Linked DNA regions of Mus musculus: region 1 is linked to region 2. A link is a contact called in public Hi-C data. All regions are on one chromosome and are shown on one strand. The core of a region is the stretch at or near the end of the contact, and the rest is flanking DNA. Distances in the headings are between cores, read along the strand shown.

What was found. A called contact is a pair of places that touch in the nucleus more often than the background predicts.
Region 1: a Hi-C map of uterus shows a contact between it and region 2, with 2.1 times the contacts expected there. The contact joins two enhancer-like sites. A contact is called at or near these places in 1 of 484 Hi-C or Micro-C datasets (uterus) and 2 of 115 datasets of contacts at active chromatin or transcription factors (extraembryonic endoderm stem cells and heart atrium).

Annotation. Positions count from the first base shown.
Region 1 is chr10:84,019,275-84,026,091 of GRCm38.p6, forward strand. No RefSeq gene overlaps it. Among named protein-coding and RNA genes, the nearest start is that of Gm40726, 5.8 kb to the right of the region's middle. Within about 2 kb of position 2,152, at least 21 of the 459 cell types and tissues checked have an H3K27ac peak or open chromatin away from gene starts, as enhancers often do. A contact at or near this core is called in uterus, where this site is marked.
Region 2 is chr10:83,857,787-83,864,337 of GRCm38.p6, forward strand. No RefSeq gene overlaps it. Among named protein-coding and RNA genes, the nearest start is that of Gm33919, 66 kb to the right of the region's middle. Within about 2 kb of position 3,990, at least 30 of the 459 cell types and tissues checked have an H3K27ac peak or open chromatin away from gene starts, as enhancers often do. A contact at or near this core is called in uterus, where this site is marked.

The DNA of each region.
Region 1 (6,817 bases), core at 902-3,401, 160 kb after region 2:
GGACTAGGGGGAGGGGAGAAGGGACTAGGGGGAGGGGAGAAGGGGCCAGGGGGAGGGGAAAGGCTAGGGGAGGAGTCTCAGACTTCTTCATTTAAGACTTAAGTATGGGGGCAGCTTTTTGATTAACTTCATCTCCGTGTCTCACATCGTCTCTCTCTGCAACTACTTTTAGGAGCTTCTGAAATTAATTATAACCATGTATTTACTGAGGCAGGCACCTACTGTCTCTAAGAGGCAAAGGAGGTAACCTGAGCAAGATTTCCCAACCAGGAAGCAGTGAGTCCGCGAGACTTAGAGGATGCTCCGCTTACAGCCCGAGTTGGCGCCCTCTGGAGGACAATTAATTCCAACTGTTCCTCTTTGCTTCGCAGGCCTGAGTGTCCAGGTAGCGTTCTTCACTTCAGAAGCCTCATTGCTCCCTCATCAATGTGTGCTCTTTCAGGGATGCACAAATATAGAAAGAACAGATGAAGTTAACTCAGGCTGGGTCTTTGTATTGGTAGTACGTGGAGCTGCTTCCGTGGGAAAAACCGGCAAAGCACCAGGAACCTCCTATTCTTAAGCCGTTCTCTCACCACAGGGTCTGAAGTTGCCCTGCTGGCTTATGGAGTGAAATGCTGTGTTAAAACACAAGTCACCAATCTTGGGGGCTGTGGGAAAATAATGATGGCTCCTCAAAGTTGCACATATTTCAACTCGAAAACTGAAAGTACAGGTTCTTGCATTCTGGTAACAATAGATGGACAGAGAGTGGTGGCCAGAATTCCACATTCTAACAGTTGCTTTAGGAGGTTATTCTGATGCTAATGTCCCCTACACGCCATTTGGAGGAACCCTGTATTAATGAGAACTTCAATTTCAGTAGGGGAGACTCTCATCCTGGATGTCAGCTCAGTCTACAGCGGCAGAGAGTTCATGAAGGGCTGTAGTGACTCAGACTTGACCTTGACCTCTGTCCATTTCAGAGCTGTGTTCCTAGCTCAGGGCAGTGTAACTCAGGAAGTCCGCCTGCAGACGTGCCTTGAGGGTGGCAAAAACTTTTCCCTGACACTATATCTCAGTGTTATGGGCTCACTGAAGATCAGGTAGAAAGAGAAAAGTCGTACTTAGTGTTCTAACAGCATTGCATTTTAAGCCATTGTTAGATCCTTCCAAGGTCTTGTGTAATACACCACGGCGTCACATGGGGGCGCTGCAACGAGTCAACAAGAGCAAACTTCTCAGCAGATGTGGAAGCAGGGCGTGTTCAGGAAAAGCTCTTGTTTTTAGTTTCATGGAGCTTCCAGTTGTGTGTGCACTGCAGTTCATGCTCAGTATACATGTATCTGTGCATGCACATACATTTCTGCATGCCTGTACTTATGTACATTGCACATATGGGAGCTGAGCGGGCAGGGCAGTAGGCAGGAGCAAAAGTCGATCGGAGACCGAAAGGGAAGAAGTTTACAATAGCCCCCCTCAGACCAGAGGTCACCTTCTTGATGATTTTTAAAGACAGTTTTCTGCGTTGTCTCCTGCCGGTTTTCAGTCTCCGAGACAGGAGAGGCCTGTCGGAGAGCATCCCTTGGCTCCATGATACCGGAGAGTGGCTTGGCAGTGTGACACATCTCTCCAGCTTTGCTTTGCAGAGTTCATTTGATCTGACCTTAAGGAACCCGGGCCTCACCATCTTCCTTCACAGACTGATGATGGTTCAGGCACCCCTCTCCACAGCTGCCCTGTGAGGTCCAGACCCTAGAAAAAGCAACCCCAGTTGCATGTCAGTCACAAAAACGGGGATCAAAAGAATCAATGGGCATGTGTGTGTGTGTGGGGGCTTGGTTGTCTAAGGATTAGATGGGAGCTGCAAGAAGCCTGATTTTAGCTTCTGCTAGCTAGTTGAATCATACTGGGAATTAGGTTTGTTTTCCCCCTCCCCAGCCTTCTCTCTTCTCACCTCTTTTCAGGGTAAACGGTTAATGGGCTGTTGGGCCATTTCGAGTCCCTCCTTGTGGGTGCATGACAGGAAACATACCTTTGCCCCCATTCACACACAAAAGTCTACTTGGAAGGCTGAAGGGCTTAGGCGAAGCCCTTATGACATCGGGTGAGTGATGAGGGGAGTTGTCCCTGCGGCAAGGGCAGTGATGTCATTAGGAAGGCATTCAGACCTCTGGGCCTAGGGGCCACACTGTGGGATCAGATGACTTGCTCTGAAATGGTTCAATTTACAGTGCTCAGGTATCTAGCTTGTGATGTTTCACTGGCAGTGCAAATGCAGACCCAAGCTGCCCCAGGTGTCTCTCTGACCTCACCCCTTCACACACCTACATGCGCACACACACACATACACACATGCATGTGCCCATGCATAGACCCTTTTAACCTAAGGCCCTGGATCATAACAACAGAAAGAATGAGTCCAAGGCCATGGGCTGGCATCTTAGAGCTGGTCCTGAAACCTGTTTAAGGACACTGTGCTATGAAGAGTTCGCTCCACAGTGGGAAGTTCAGCTGGATCGGCTGGGCTAGCGGTACTGATGAGAGACTTTTCTCAAGCCTGTGGAAGATTCAGTTGGGACGCTGTAGCAGGGTAGTTTCAAGCTTGGATGTGTAGCCCTCAAGAGAGTCTTTTTCCAGCCTCCTGAGAGTTAACTCAGACGCATGCTCCTGGGGGGAGACAGAACAGATGTGTGTGTGTGTGTGTGTGTGTGTGTGCTTGTGCACGTGCATGCACACACAGGCACAAATGCAGGAGTACAGGTACACATGAACCATGACCCCTGTGTGGAGGCTAAAAGTACAACTTCAAGTCTTAGGCTTTGCCTTTCACCTTGTTTGAAACAGGGTCTCTAGATTCACCTCCTACTCTCCTGTAGAAGAACTAGGATTACAGAACAGTAGTTCTCAACCTGTGGGTCACACGACCCCTTTGGAGGGGTCGAATGCCCTCTTTGTGGAGGTCATTGGGAAACACAGATATTTACATTACGATTCATAACAGTAACAAAATCACTAACATCACAAAAATCGTAACAGTAGCAAAAGTTATAAAGCAGCAACAAAAATAATTTCATGGTTGTGGGATCAGCACAACATGAGGAAATAACTGTATGGTAGGATGCCAGCATTAGGAAGGTTGAGAGCTACTAGCTAACTATAGACTTTCACATTATGTATCTGGCTTTTATTTGGGTTCTGGGGATTTGAACCCAGGTCCTTGTGCTTGTGTGCTAATCACTTTTATCCACTGAGCCATCTCTCCAGCCCTAAGGCTTAACTTCATTCTTCTTCCTCCTCGTCCTCCCTCCCTCCCTCCCTCCCTCCCTCCCTCCCTCCCTCCCTCCCTCCCTCCCACATCTCTCTTTTCTTTTCCCTTTCATGCCCTCATCTCTTCCTGATCAGTCCTCTTTGTCCTTCATGTTAAAGTGTGACTCTAGCTTTCATCCTCCGCCCACATGCAAGTGAAAGGGTGAAATGGATTCCCCAGCAATCTTGTATTTGGTCTTTCCTCATGGTGATGGGCTCTTCCTTATGGAGTGGACTTGTCTTCTGTATTTTACTTTTGAAAAAAAATAAACAAAACCAAGACTATGGTCAGTGTGGAAAACTGTAACAACAGGCTCTTTACAAGGCAAAGAGATGTCTCTCTGTCCTCTTAACTTAGGATGGAAGATCTCTTCATAACGCTCTGAGTACAGACTCCTCTGAGAGCCGTCAAGGCTCATTTCACACCGAGGTAGAAAACATGCATGCTCCGAGATGACAGTCTCACGTGAGGGATTTATGTCTTGTATTTTGTGTGATGCACCCAACAGTATAAATAATCACACAAGAAAGCTCTCTGCTCGGCAGAGCTGGCAGACAAGAACACTGATTATTTATGTACAGGCAAGAGAGGGAGGAAAGAATTCTAACCTTGGAGTTCTCTGTCTATTAACTATTTGGGAACTTTTCTCAACACTAGATGCATGTGCGTCTTTGTTTTGCACTTGTTTAATATCTATATTTTCCTTCAAAGGTCAAAAGAGTAGAAGAGAGACTTGAATTTTCTGACATCCAGATTCACTTCTGACTTAATACAGTGAGTTTAAGAGTGTGTTCGAGTCTCCAGGAAGTGTATTTAAGATGTGGGTTCTTAAGAGTCTTCCCCATAGAGTGTTTGATTCTGTATAGAGTATCGGGCACAAAACTGTATTTTAACTGGCACTCTATCATGGTCCAGACACTTCTAGTCTGGAAAGTGCACACTCTAGTGTTTTCCATATTCGGTTTTGTACAGTTTTTACTTTTAATTTTGAGAGTCAGGAAGCACACAGGCTCATGAGTACTGTTATCCTGGGTGGCTCTGTAGCGTTTTATGTATTTCAAGGCACACAACCTCCTCCCGCTCCGTCCCCCTCACTCAAAGGTGCAGCCCTGGCTCCGCAGGACTGCCCACAAGCTCAGTGGTCTATCTGCCCTACACAGTCCTCAACTACCTTACTGCACAGCCTCAGCCAACTTCTCTCATCTTTTAAGAGAGCCTGTATGGAGCTGCTCGCTGTATCCCCCAGTTTAAAGGAAACTAGGGTGAGGGAGGCACTCTGACATTTGTCCTTTCTCTTGTCACCTCCCACATCCTGGTTCACATGGCCAGCTTTCCTCCATGTCTCCACCTGTCTGACTTCTACTCAGCATGCGGTGCTTGGCTCTGGTCTCCCTGGGAAGCTCGCCCTTGCCATTCTAAGTTCGGAATGGTCTTTGGGGACTCTTTCCTTCTCTGGAGCACGTCTGAACTAGTCTTGGACTGACTCAGAGAATCATTTTTGCCTTGGCTTGCCCCCTCCATTCTTCACCTCTCCTACTTTGGATAAAATGGGTCGAGACAGGCTCCTACCTTCCCCTTCCCATGTCTTCTCCTTTCGCCCGCAGCAGAGCGTTAGTTATTTGTCTTGTTTCTGCTACAACAGCCTATCTGAAGGGTCAGTGTAAGCAAAGAGCAGTTTGTTTTTGGCTCAAAGTTCCCAACGATACTATCGGTAAGATACAGCGTCAGGAGCAGGAGGTGACTGGTGCATCCGTGCTCAGGAATCAGAGGGCGCCGAATGCTCCTGCTTGGCTCAGTTTCTCCTTTTTATTTAGTCCAGGATTTCAGCACATGCAGTAGGGCCACTCACACGTAGAATGGTATTCCCCCATCACTTTACCAGACTCTCAGAAATCTCTCACACACACATCCTGTACACTCCACCTGGATGGAAGCCAAGAAACATCACAAGCAGATAGCACAAATGATTTCTAAGCCCAGGACAGGGGGTGAAGGTACTGTAACTCAAACTGATTCTGCCTAGGCTTTGCTTGCCTTTTCTCTTGCATCTCTTCCCTCCCTGCCTTCACAGTCTGTGTCAAGATGGGCATTATCTTTCTCAATTGTAAGTCAAAACAAACATTTCCCCTTAAGTTGATTTTGTCCAAGTTTTTTGTTGTTGTTGTTAATCGCAACAACAGATATAACCAACGCTATAGGAGTATAAAACAGATACTCAAACATTTACTGATGATAAATCCTAATGAATTTATTTTAAAACAATTCTTTTGTATGATTTTATAACACAATACTTTCATAATTTATTACAAGCTAAGACAATTTGGCACACCAGCGCGGTGGATGAGCTTGTTTTTTTTTTTTTTGCGCAAGGAATTAAATCTTAGCTGAATCTGTGACACTGCAGGGCAGAGGCCAGAGCTTTCCCCAGAGCTCATTGATGTTTGGATTTTATAATCGTTGGTGCTGAGAAAATTGCTTTGTGCAAATATGTGACACAAAAGGAAGGCAGAAGTATGTTTAGGGATATTTCAGAAACTGTTGGAAATGCCATTCCGATGCCAAGCCGAAATTCATTCAACGGTTCAAAGGAACAAAAGAAACGAAACCCAAGGCAGCAATTCAAAGAGCAAGGCTTAAAAGGAAACATTTTATTTTCTTCTACGGAGCCAGGGCACTGAGGTTCTGAGCGTTTGCTGCTCTTCCAAGAGCCCCAAGTTTGACTTCCAGAGCTCACAGGGAAGTTCACAGCCATTGGCAACTCCAGTTCCAGGGGAACGTATGCCCTCTTCCAGCCCTCAGGTACCAGGCATGCATGTAGTACACAGACACACATGTAGTTATACAACACCCCATTAGTTAATTAATTACATTAATTAAACATTATAATTTTATCCAATCCAAAGATAGACACCAATTTGATATTTACATATTGAGGAACAACAACCATGGGGAAATACTAAATCTTTGTTTTTTTGTAATTTAATGGTTCTGACTATTTAAGTGTTAGACAGTGTAGCATGCAGTAAAACCCTACCATTCATAATATACAACAATCTGACATGTGTGTAAGGTATTTCTGGCAGTGTTCACTGGCATTGCATATGATACATTGCATGGTATGGCAGCATGTGCTTGGAAAATGAGCGTGTTGTATGTTCAGAACCAAGGCGACAGTGAAGCTGCAGGATAAAACACAGGTAAGTGCTGCCAGAGACATCTCGGGTTCATTATGTATTTGATATAGAACTGGGTTTTGACAGCTGTAGCATCCATTGTTGCTAGAGTTTTTACAGCTCTTACATTCAGTAAAATGAAGGTGAAGTTTGTCTTCTGGCAGTGTGCATAGGACCCTTCAGCACTATCAGAGTTGGCCAGTGGGGACAAAGCTTCCAAACTGCTACCTCTTGCTTTCTCATGTCCTATGACTCACATATGTGATCTGTTCAGCAATAGACATCCGTGAATACACAGGGTCTCACCATAAAGTTCTGAGAGGTAACCAAGAGCAATCAACGATGCTGTCTTTTG
Region 2 (6,551 bases), core at 2,740-5,239:
TAGCCACTGTGCTCCTCTGGTTCTCACGGCTCTGCATGTGCTGTGCTCTCTTACCAAGGGGCCGCGATGCAGCTGTAGGCCAGTCTATGTAACCACTGGGTAAAAGCAGACAGGCTTCCCTGTTGCGTCCAACCTCAGGTCGCCTCAGCTTGCCCTCGAACCTCAGAGGACAAGAACATCTTGAATCATTTCCCTATTTTGAGGCACTTGGTGTATTAAAGAGGAAGAAGTATACCCAACCGTGTGTAGGATATATGTCTATACAGGTCGTCACCGGGTGGTGAGGTTCTGTGGCTTTCTGTATACACTCAACTGGAGGCAATGTCAGAAATCGAAACCCAAGGCCTTTAATGACAAGGAGACTTGGGCCAAGGCCTCTCTTGTCTGTTCCCGTGAGAGACGCCCTGTTAGCTTTGATCTGGATCCTGTGAGAGAGAGAGCCCTTCTGAGTGGACTCGTTTACCCTGATGACTTTGGCAGCAGATCAAACCTCCTCGGGCCTGAGCATCTGACCAGTCATTTCCCCCACTGGCCAATCAAGACTTCCTGCCTGGCCAGCTTGTATCATTCCCATAAATGCTCATCTTTTAGGAACTAATTACAAAGTGACATTTTTTCCCCAGGAACTCTCCCAATTAATCACCTTGTTTAATCTTTTCACCTATGCCTGGAAGTAGATGGGTTTGACCCCCAATTCACACAGGAGGAAAACAGAGACTCAGGAATGCAAATAGACTTGTTCATAGCTCTCACACTCTGGAACTCAGGCTTCATGGGTCTTGGGGCCATGTTTCTTGGAGACAAAGCTGGTCCCCAGAGTTTATTTCGTCATTACGACGTCATCACCATATCCTCTGTGGCATCTTTTCCTTGGCTACCTCAGCTGGACGCTCATTCCTTTCTTTATCTCAAGCCCTCTTCTTCCTCCCCCATGCCCTTCAATTTCCTAGTTATTTACATATATTTCTGCAAATAGGGCTCTCTAAAGCCCTTCTGTTCCTGCTTCGAAAAGCACAATGACTTGATTATAGAAGGGACTCTGTATTTATTTCTGTTGAACAAAGGAAATTTGCTTGTTGCCCACAGGGGCTAAGCCTTCACTTCCTCTGTGTGAGCCTCGCTCAGCGCGGGGCAGAGAGAAAGTCAAGGTTAACAAGCCCTGCGGACCTGCTGATCAGAGAACCCAGCTACCTCCTGAGAAGGCTTTCCTGGATTTTATGCCTCTGACAGTACAAACCTTTCTTTCTTGTGGGCTGGGGGAGCTGGTCATGATGATCAGGGTTACAGCTTATAAACGGAGCTAAGAATTTTTCCTTTCATAAAGTAGGAACTACCCCGTGGAAAGCAAACAAAATCCTGCCAGAATCTTTAAGTTCTCAGCAATGGGCTCAACTAAGCTGCCATGAATCTAAACATCAGTGCTCCAGGCTGAAACTCTCTTGACCCAAAAGGTCTTTCTGTCTTTATATATATATATATATATATATATATATATATACATATATATATATATGTGTATATATATATATGTGTGTATATATATATATATATATATGTATATATATATATATATACATATATATATATATATATATATATATATATATATAGAGAGAGAGAGAGAGAGAGAAGGTAGCTATAATCTCCACGCACAAACAAGTTGAAACCTTCCTAACAGGCGCCCCAAAATGTAGCCAAGGGAGTCCACAGGATGAGAGATTGTGAGCTGTGGGCTGGTTCTTGATAACATGGAGACAGGGTTTTCATCCACAATACCCGTCCTTCTTCTAGGTCTCTTAGTAGGTTAGGCCCTTTCCTCACCCTGCCCACCACACAGAAGCCCCAAATTGTCCCTTGATTCCAAGCACACTGAGATGTCTGACTTTCTTTCCTCTCATTCAGGACCTCTCTGACCCTCGTCCCTCCCCTGAAATGAGAACTTCCTTTCTCTGCTTCCACAGGGCGGGCTCCTGGAAGCCAGCTAATCTGCTAATCTGCTAATGGGGATGAATGTGCTTTTCCCAACCCAGAATAACACAGTTGTTAGTTTCTTTTTACTCAGACACAGACAGGCAGGGAGGTTGTAGAAACAGGGCCAAACCTAGCAGATAGCATCAGGTCCCGTGATTCAGGCTTCTTGTTATTGTTTTTGTGTTACAAGAAGCACAGTCAGCCAACCAACAAAATAAAACAGAACCTGTTTTGAAAGTTCAGATCCAATTTGCGGTTCCTTGTAGGTCTGAGGGGATTTCCCCCTGGTTGGATTGTTACACAACCAGACCTTTCCTACCTTGATCACCATACACCAAAGTTTTGTTTGAGAGATGGTTTTATTTATCCAAAGTTAAAAATACTGCTTTCCCCCAGCCCATAGCTATGTAGACAAGATGCCTATTTCTTCCCATTGACAGTGTATAATGGAGGACAAGGCTCCTGGCTCCCCCAAATTCTCTTGCACCCTTTCGTCACCATTCTGTCTAGGTCTAGGTCTGTCTGCGGAAGGGATGCTCCTGCATCGCAGCTGGCTCTGGTTGGGGCTTTCACCCTTGCCCCCCCTCCCCCAGCTTCTCTTCAAACGGAGATGAATCTGGATGCTTCGTTTTCCTAGATCAATGGAAGCCTTTCCTTCTTCCTCCTCTCTTCATCTGTGAGTCTCCCTGCCCTTGTGGGTGGTTGGTAGATATTGGTCCACCCAGGCAAAGGGAGCAGAGGTGAGAGATGGGGGTGGGGGTGGGGCTGAGAGGTGAGGGGAAGGGTGGGGGTGGGGAGGGGATGGGGTAGGGTAGGGGTGGGAAGAAGAAGGGGTAGGTTCAGAAACTGTGAGTCCGAATGGTGAATAAGGAGCACTGGGATCTTCGGGGAGGCAGATCAACTTTACTTGGCTTATATAATTTGGGGGATGGGGAGGGGCTAGAAATATCCAGGATGGGCAAAGGTCATTGGCTGAAGGCTTAGGGTACCACAATGCTACGTTAGCATGGGGAAGCATTTCAGGAGTCTCAGGTGCTAGCCGAAAGAATGGATTCATATCAGGAGAAAGGAAGTTGAACCTGTAATCTTAACCAAGGGTATGTGACATTCTACAGGTAGAAGTGTGGGTTTTTTTTGAACTCTCTAGAGAAGATCAGAAAAGGAGAAGATCTCCCAGTGAAGGGAGTCCTCCATATTGCACTGACCCCCAAGAGGCTATCTGGACAATGGTAGACTTCAACATTAATTAGCAGAGTTTTCCCACATCACCCTCTTCTGAGACACAGGATGCTCCAGACTAAGAGGAATATCTCACTTCCTCAGTGACTGAAAGGAAGAGCTGAAGAGCCCAGCCTAAGACAGAGCTCCATCTATGCTCAGCCCTCCTTCTGGTAGCCTTGGTATTGACGGCCATGAAATAGGAAAATTCCTCCTCTGCTTAATGGGGAGTCTTGACCAAGGTGGCAAACTCTCTGGAAGTCTTCTTTCTAGATCCATGACAGACATCATTGATTGACTGCAGACATCATCAATGTAATTTCCCCCTTATCCCTGAGGAGGGCTGCATGGCAGCAGACATGATAGAACTTTTGGAGTTAACATCAGAGAGCAAACACCCCTGTCATTTTGTTCCAGCAATGCCTCTTTCTCCATGCAGGGCTGTAGTGATGTAGAGTTGGGGATGTTCGTAGTATCCCACAGCTAATGAGGCATGGAATTAAGGGCACAGTGGAAGCAACATTATGTTTTCTTAACCATCAGGTGCTCTGAGCTTTAAGGGAAAAAAACCTGGCTTGTTTCTTCTGGGCACAAGTGAGTCATGTCTGTTTCTCTGCAGAGTAGGAAAGAGTGTAAAAAACCAACTGCCCTTGAGGTGGCTGCTGCCATGATTCTAGTAGGTGGAGTGAAGCCATGCATCATGGTGACTCAGGCTGCCAGCCAGTCTTGATGGAGGAGGTCTTGGAGCCAGAGGCAGGGGACTGGCTGACTGAGCTGAGGGCATACGCTTCCTTGGCAGCCTTGGCAGCCCAGGGTTGATCCTCAGGAGACCACTGAGTCTCCATGTCTGCCGCTGGTATTTAGACACTGTTGGAATGTCCTGGCAGAACTGTTTGTCCAAATCCATTCAAAATTGATTTTTTTTGTTTGTGTCTTTGATGGGGGAATTTTGGCTGGGGTCCCTGCAGCCCCCCAGATCAGTCGGGCATTCTTGTCTCCCTCGCTTAACTTATTCAATGTCTTTGTGGGAATCTGGACCTTTGTGTTTTTTCTTAAACCAGTTCAAATGATCCAGAGCTGTAGGGAGGTGGATCTTGCACTGCTGCCTGAAGTGCCAGATGCTTTTGTTTAATGTGGCAGTCTCTCAGCAGGGTCAACACGGCACAGCCTCAGCCTAGAAACACTGGCTTCACAGCCAGCATCTCCCAGCCTTGATAGAATGTCAGGAAACTGGTAAGAATGTCCTGGCCAGTGCATAAAAAAGGGGAGTAAGCTGGAAAGGGGAAAGAGATTATAATTGACATACCTCTCTTTGTTGGATTTGTTTTTATTTTAATTAATTAATTAATTAATTAATTAAGTTTTATTGTGACAGAGTCTCCTCATTGCCCAGGCTGGTCTGAAATGTGCTATGTTCCCAGGTTGAACTCAGGATTCTCCTATGAGCGCTACCATGCCCAGCTTCTCTTGCAGCACCTCCTGTGAGCTTACCACCTCTATTCCAAGCATCTTCCTCTAGGATGGTGACCTTCAGGGCTGCTCCATAGTCAGCAGGGAGCACAGCACCTACACATGCTACATGCTCTGTTAGCTTAGGTGTTGGGGATGGGGAGAAGACTGCATCCTAGAGGTAGGCATAAGAGGTAAGCAGCAAGCTTAGTAAAATGAAGACTGTAGTTATAATACGCAGGCATTGCTCAGAGAAATGGAAATAATTTTCGCTGTGGGCTCCACAGAGTTAGTCTCTGTCTGTCTGTCTGTCTTTCTGTCTGCTCTCTCTCTCTCTCTCTCTCTCTCTCTCTCTCTGTGTGTGTGTGTGTGTGTGTATGTGTGTGTATACACTGGACACGTATGCTATGGTGTGCATATGGAGGTCAGAGGACAGCCCATCTTAGGTCTTCAGGCTAAGCCACAAATGTCTTTATCCATTGAACTATTTTTTCTAGATCCCTACCTGAATGTTTGAGACAGCATCTCTCTCTTGGACCTGGATGACTGCGTTGATCACAGTGGACTGGTTGGCCATGGCCACAAGCCACAAACTGCTTCTCACCAGTGCCTTTCCAGCTCTGAGATTAGAGACACGCATTGCTGCAGCTCCCTTTTTACCTGAGTTCTGGGGATCAGAACTCACGCTTGTGCCCTAAGCATTTTACTGACCCCTTAACTGAGCACACTCTTACATGAAGTAAGTTCATTCCTCTTGCCTCCACACATATACCATCATAGAGCCAGGATAAAAGCACTATCACAGTTTTCTTCAACAATGAGTGACCAAGACCCTCCATGTGTCCTTCTGCCTCCAGCATGGCTTTGAACCTCTTAGGACTTGATGACACACTTTCTTCCCTTTCCTTGTCTATGATGTGCGGGCTTGATGCATGACTTGGATGGCATGCTTGGGTCCAGGGCCTGGGGATTCTCTTCAGTCTGAGAAGAACCTAAGACTTGGGATTTAGGACACGACATTGTATATCTGTCAACACTGTAATTTTAGAACATATTACAAATCCCAAAGAGAGTCCGTCTCCACTCTGGTTCTCTTTATCCCTCTTCCTAGGCAACCACAGAATCAATGTCTCTGGTTGGAGTGATCTTTTTGTGCATCAAATAATGGCTCCATCATATCTTGCAAACACTCTCTCCAATGCTCTCTGATGGCTCAATAAGAAGCTGATGGCCTCTGGCAAAGGAGAAGAGTACAAGTAGGACTTCCAGCAGAGATAGGAACTTTGGGAAAGAGGGACGGGAGGATTCCTCAGCCAGACACAGAGGAAGCTGGACATATAAAACTGAGGGGATGTAGCGAGCCACATGGCAAAGCATAGATTCATATAAATGGGTTAATTTAAGTTATAAGAACTAATGGGAACAAATAAGCTAAGGTCTGAGCTATTATAAATAAATATAACTCTCCATGTCATTATTCAGGAGCTGATAGTCCAAAGAAATAACATTATAGTCTCTGTAGGGTTACCTTTCTGTAGGTTGCTCATGGAGTGCACTCAGATGGTAGTGGGTATCTGGCATCTTGGCTCTGTCCACTTAGTGCGATGCTTCAGCAGCTATCTGTGTTGTAGCATGGTTTGAGAAAACATGAGTATGTGTGTGGTTATGTGCATGTGAGTGCAGGTGCTCAGGGAGGCCAGAAGAGGGCGTCAAATCCCTTGGAGCAGAAGTTACAAGGCTGTTGTAAACCTCTTCAGATGGGTGCTGGGAACTGAACTTGGGTCCTTTGCAAGAGCAGTATGCACTCTTAACCTGTGAGCAGTTTTCTCCAGTCTAGGAATTTCCTTCGTGACACAAACTAGACATAGCTGGGAAGAGGAACTGTCAGCTGGGGAGTCTCCTCCATCAGTTTA